Regions from separate parts of the Sus scrofa genome. Here region 1 is linked to region 2. A link is a contact called in public Hi-C data. All regions are on one chromosome and are shown on one strand. Each heading gives the region's core, a stretch centred on a gene start, on an enhancer-like site or on the middle of the called end of the contact. The rest is flanking DNA. Distances are from core to core; before and after follow the strand shown. Region 1 holds the start of CXCL12 (C-X-C motif chemokine ligand 12). Region 2 has its middle 33 kb from the start of TMEM72.

Region 1 (2,700 bases), core at 28-2,527, 310 kb after region 2:
GGGATGACCCTGTGGCTGTAGTCCTCTGGACCAGAAAAGCCAGCTCCAGGAGCACCATCCCTGGCATGAGGGGGAGAGAGGAGTGCTCTCATTACTTTAGGTCCTGCAGGGCATCCACTGGGGAGATGAAAAAAATACTGCATTGCATTTTTTTGCCTACTATGTATCTGACTTGATGTTGAGCACTTCGTGATGGTTGGGAGGGGAGTCTCAGGTCAATTCTAGTTCCATGCCGAGGGGTGGGAACGGGGTTTAGCCCACCTCACATTTGAGAGCAAGATACAGATTTTTTTTTGTCTTTTTGCTGTTTCTTGGGCCGATCTCGCAGCATATGGAGGTTCCCAGGCTAGGGGTCTAATCAGAGATGTAGCCACCGGCCTACGCCAGAGCCACAGCAACGCGGGATCCGAGCCGCGTCTGCAACCTACACCACAGTTCACGGCAACGCCTGATCGTTAACCCACTGAACAAGGGCAGGGACCGAACCCGCAACCTCATGGTTCCTAGTCGGATTTGTTAACCACTGCGCCACGATGGGAACTCCGCAAGATACAGATTTAAGTCAATTCACCATTACTAAGAGGCTCCTGGGCAACTGCCTTTGTTTTCTTTCCACTACACAGCATTCTATTTCAGAGCTTCAATTTTACAATTGCGGAAACTGAGGCTCAGCTAATAAGTGATAGCTTTGGCTCAGAATCAGAGTTGCTCTGATTGCAAAGACCAGTCTGGCCACTTTGTCCCAGCTTTTCTGGCCACTGAGCAGCGAGTGGAGGCGGATGATCACTTATAGGTAGGTCCTATACCTCCAAAATAGGACAATTTTAGCTACCTCAGGTTGACGCTGGTTCAGCTGGCCCTCAGCCCTAGGACCAACCTGTTTGTTTTTCCTTGGTTGTCCTCCAGTTCCTGTCTATGGGACTTAATCTCTCCATCTGCATAATGGGAACAATAACTAGCCCTGCAGCCCAGCCTCACTGAGTGGCCAGCTTCCTCGGAGCAGGTCAGGCTTACAGAACAGGGCCCAGCACAACTAAGAAGGTCAAAGGCTGGAGCGCACCACAGTCTCTGGAGCATCTCTGGGCAGGAGGAAGGGGGGGAAGGAGAGGACAGGGCGAGCGCCCCTGTGGGAGGGGACGCTGGTCAGAGCCCCTGGCCACAACTAGGATTCTGCTCCAGACCCGCCCCTCGCCGCGCGCCCCGCCCCGCCCCGCCCCTCTCTCGCCTCTAAAGTGCCCGGCGCGCGCCTCCTGCGGCCGCACTTTCACTCTCCGCTGCAGTGTCCCCAGTGTGTCAGGCCTCCGTCCGCTCGCCGCCTACTCCTGCCATGGGTGTCAAGGTCCTCGCCGTGCTGGCCCTCGTGCTGACCGCGCTCTGCCTCAGCGATGGTGAGTGGCCTCGGCGATCGAAGCGTGGGCAGGCGTGGGACTCCATGCCGGGCCGCGGCTTCCCTGTCTGTACCCGCGCAGTCCCGCGCGAACCTAATTCGCGCCGCTGTGCATCGGGGAAGTTGAGGTGGCCCACTTCTCGGGGCGCACTCCCTCGGCATGCGGGGTTCAAAAGCCGCGTCGTAGCACCCTCGGCGCTGAAACTTCGCGCCCTTCAGCCGGGCTCGGGTCCCGGAATCTGGAAGCAGCCGCCAGATCTGCGGCAAGCTGTAGAGCGAGGTCTGGCAGTATAACTTGGTGCCAGTGCGCCCAGGGCGCGTTTGGAGCCCGCGCTGGAGGGGGAAGTTGGGGAGCAGAGTCTCCAGCTTCGCGTTTTGGCCCACCTCCCCTTGACCGCCCACCTCCCAGTTCGTGGCTTCCCGCGCCCAGCTCGGTTTCCAGATCCAACGGGCTCAGAGGCCCCGCTATGCACCGGACTGGGGATGCGATCCGCGGTTTGTGTTGGAGAGAGCGCTTTTCAATCGCGACGTGCTTGTGGCGGCGATGCGATCGGGTGCAGCTGCGTGGCGTCCTTTCCACGCACCCACATAAACGAGGCTTCGCGGGCGGGCGTTCTGAGCAGCTGTCGGGTTTGCGCCACCCGCCTGGCTGCGCTTCTGTACAGCTCCGTGGTCCGTAGCGACGCGGAGAACCTGGGCGCATATCCAGGCACTACCTTCCCTGCCTCTTCCTGGGGTCAGCCAGGAGGGGCCCGGGGACCATCCGGGTCATGCGTGCGCCTACCCACCCCCCAAACACACCTGCAAACTGGCGCCTTTGTCACCAGCCAAGCAAGTGCTCTACCTCGGAGTGAATGCTGCCCTAAAATTTCATCGCCAAGGCCTTAGGCCACTGGGAAAGGTGGTGTCCCGTTTCACAGCGAGAGGGAGAGAGCTTTTTTTTTCCTTTTGAGGCTTAAGAGAAATCTCACTGTCCTGTTACAGGATACCACTGCTGCAAACCAAAATAAACTGTTGCCTCTGAACACACAAAACAAAACCATGTCAGCATGGGTAGGCCATGCTGAGTGTTCTTGGCTGGATGTTTCCAACAAATCCTGCAAAAGGGTTCAAGGACACTGAGTGCTCCATGCAGCTAAGGTCTGTCTAGGGCTGGAGCTCCTGGAGCAGTAGGCTAGGTTGGGCCTGAAAACCTCCGCTTCATTATAGGTGGCTGGTGGCTGACCACCTGGGAATTGTTTTTTAAAAGTATAGCATGTTGCTGATCAGTGTTGCCAAGGGACCACCAGCACCAAAGGCAATTTAGAATTTTT
Region 2 (2,700 bases), core at 182-2,681:
CATTTATTCTAGGGGTAGTCATTCCCCAACTCCTTAAGAAAGACTTTACCTGGTGCCTCATGGTTTGTGACATTCTCAGCCTGGCTGGTGGGCAGAGACACTATTGTGCTTCGGTGTGGATGCCGGGATGCTTCCCTGGGATGTTGTCAGGGGGCTCTTTCCCAGGCTTGCTAAGTTCCTCACACACCTGTGCGGACCAGTACTCTGTGGACACTTTGCAGTGTTCTGGGGTCCTCTCTCTGTGCAGCTCCCTTTTCCCTCAGGCACTCTGCATCTGCCTTGGTTTCTCTGGGCTCTCAGCTTTGGCTCCTCAACTCATGGAGTCTGTGAACTGTCCAGGGTTCCCTCTCTGCTGTGGCCTGGAAACTCTCTGGGCCCGGAGGTGGGAAATGATAGGGATCATCTGCTCTCAAGAATCCCCGTCCTTCATGTCTATGTGCTGTGTCTTAAAACTGTTATTTCAGATATTCTCTCAGACTCCCCCCACCCAACACACACACACTTCTTTCAGGTAGAGTATATATCTGGTCCCTCTTGTTAACGGACCAAACTTGGGTCCCTTTCTCCCACATGCAGTAAAGTCAATTTACTGACACTAGCTTGTGAAAGAAAGTGCAGCACTTACTGCAGGGCACCAAGCACGGAGGCCACGGCAGCTAGTGCTCAAAACACCAGAACTCCCTGATGGGTTCCGGGAAACCGTTTTTAAAGGCAAGGTGAGGGAAGGGCCAGGGTATGTGGTGAGCTGGTGCACAACTCTCTGATTGTTGATACTGAGGGGACAGGGCAGTGTCACAGGGGTTGACACTATCAATCCTTAGGCTCCAGTAGGTCTGGGGGCTATGTGCTCATGGTCATCAAGTAGTCAATTTCTTCTATTTGTCGGGGGATTTAGCACCTCTAGAACCACTCAGGAAAGGTGCATCAAGTACTAGCATAGGTCCTTCAGAGAGGAGCTAGAGCAGAGGATGTGGGGGAAAGGGTCTGTCCTGGGAAGGCCCCAGAGGGTCCTGCTCCATTATAGTTACCCCACCTTGGGATTTTAAGCCTCTTAATCTTACAGGTAAGGACTATATACCCCCACTTGATAGATGAGGAAACTTCTGCAGGGCTGTTTTAAATAACTTCCCAAGGCCATCCCCTAGAAAGTGGCGGAGTCTGAGAGGAGCCCCATTTTGTTCAGGGAGTTCTTGGCTTCCAGCTCCTGCAGCAGAGGGTGTGCTACCGTCAGTGTCTGCTAGGGGGCAGCAGAGGTCCAGTATTATTGCGGAAACACAGTGGCTCTTTCCCCTGGTCTTGTTCTTGGCTCCTGTCCTGTTCCTGCTTTTGTGCCCACTCCTGGTGCTTTCTCAGTTTTAATCTCTGGTGCCCCACCACTCTGCTTCTTGGATGGTGGCTTGAGACGCAGCCCCAGAACCACTCCGACAAGGGCAGTAGGTGACAGAGCCCTTGGGCAAGAGGGGCTGAGCTGAGAGGCAGCTGCGCCAGGCCCACCAGAGACGACACGAGCTGTGGAAAACATGGGTTTCCTTTCACTCTCCAGCGTAACTTATACAAAGTGCGATGGAGCTTAAAAACATGTTTACAGAATTTCTCAGGCTAGGGTCTGGTTACAGCTTCAAGTGGGCTTGGTCGACCAGTAGTTGTCTGGCTCTCCCCTCTCCACATTCACGGTGATGACAAGGTGGGACAGTTACTGTGCTTATTAAAAAAAAAAAAAATTGTTTTTCTAGACCTTGATGATATATATAAAATGGTTAAGTGCCATAAACTCATGCTTTATGTAGACAGTTTAAGGAACTGATATCACTTGGTTCCTCTTGTTGAAAGTTCTGGAACTTAAATAAGCCATCTGCTGAGTGCAGAGAAAGACTTTCTGACATCTGGGAGTGGGCTCTTTCATGTCACTGCCTTTTCTCCAGGCATAAATACAGACCCTAGAGGGACAAAGGGAGCAGAAGTCACTAGAAACCTTAATAGCATGCATGCTGCATTCAGTGTCTATTAGCTGGCTGGTCAACCCCTGTGGGAAGTGGGTTTGCAGCCATCTCCCGGCAGACCATGGTGTGAGCTCAGTGCAATTATCTCTACCCCCTAGCTCATTTGGCTCTCTCCATTGTTTCCAGGATGTTTATAAGCCAAATGGAGCCATGGTAACTTTATAAAAACCTCATGAAGAATCCCCACGATCTACCCATAACCTCTAATGCACAGTTAATGATGTCCCTAGAAAGCAATGTGGTAGAGTGGGGATGGCACCCGCCTGGGGAGCTGCCAGCCTGTCTCAGCTCCTCCCCACCCCTACTCTGCTGCCCTGCAAATTATTTGCATGCACTGCTTGAGCCTCAGTGTCTTTATTTTTTTTTTTATTTTTTGTCTTTTTACCATTTCTTGGGCCACTCCTGCGGCATATGGAGGTTCCCAGGCCAGGGGTTGAATCGGAGCTGTAGCCACCAGCCTACGCCAGAGCCACAGCAACACGGGATCTGAGCTGCATCTGCAACCTACACCACAGCTCACAGCAATGCCGGATCCTTAACCCACTGAACAAGGCCAGGGATCGAACCTGAAACCTCATGGTTTCTAGTCGGATTTGTTAACCACTGAGCCACGACGGGAACTCCGAGCCTCAGTGTCTTTATATGTAAAGCAATGATAGCACAGTCTTGGTCTGCTGGATTCACAGGATTGTTTTAAGAA

The links. A called contact is a pair of places that touch in the nucleus more often than the background predicts.
Region 1: a Hi-C map of retroperitoneal adipose tissue shows a contact between it and region 2, with 2.4 times the contacts expected there. The contact joins the promoter of CXCL12 here to the enhancer-like site in region 2. A contact is called at or near these places in 12 of 47 Hi-C or Micro-C datasets (alveolar macrophages, embryonic fibroblasts, fetal heart ventricle and 6 more) and 1 of 2 datasets of contacts at active chromatin or transcription factors (skeletal muscle).

The regions. Positions count from the first base shown.
Region 1 is chr14:91,515,175-91,517,874 of Sscrofa11.1, forward strand. CXCL12 (C-X-C motif chemokine ligand 12) reads left to right here and starts at 1,278. Exons shown (of 4, transcript NM_001009580.1): 1 at 1,278-1,388. The coding sequence starts at 1,328.
Region 2 is chr14:91,201,605-91,204,304 of Sscrofa11.1, forward strand. No RefSeq gene overlaps it. Among named protein-coding and RNA genes, the nearest start is that of TMEM72, 33 kb to the left of the region's middle. Within about 2 kb of position 1,432, at least 13 of the 83 cell types and tissues checked have an H3K27ac peak or open chromatin away from gene starts, as enhancers often do. A contact at or near this core is called in retroperitoneal adipose tissue, where this site is marked.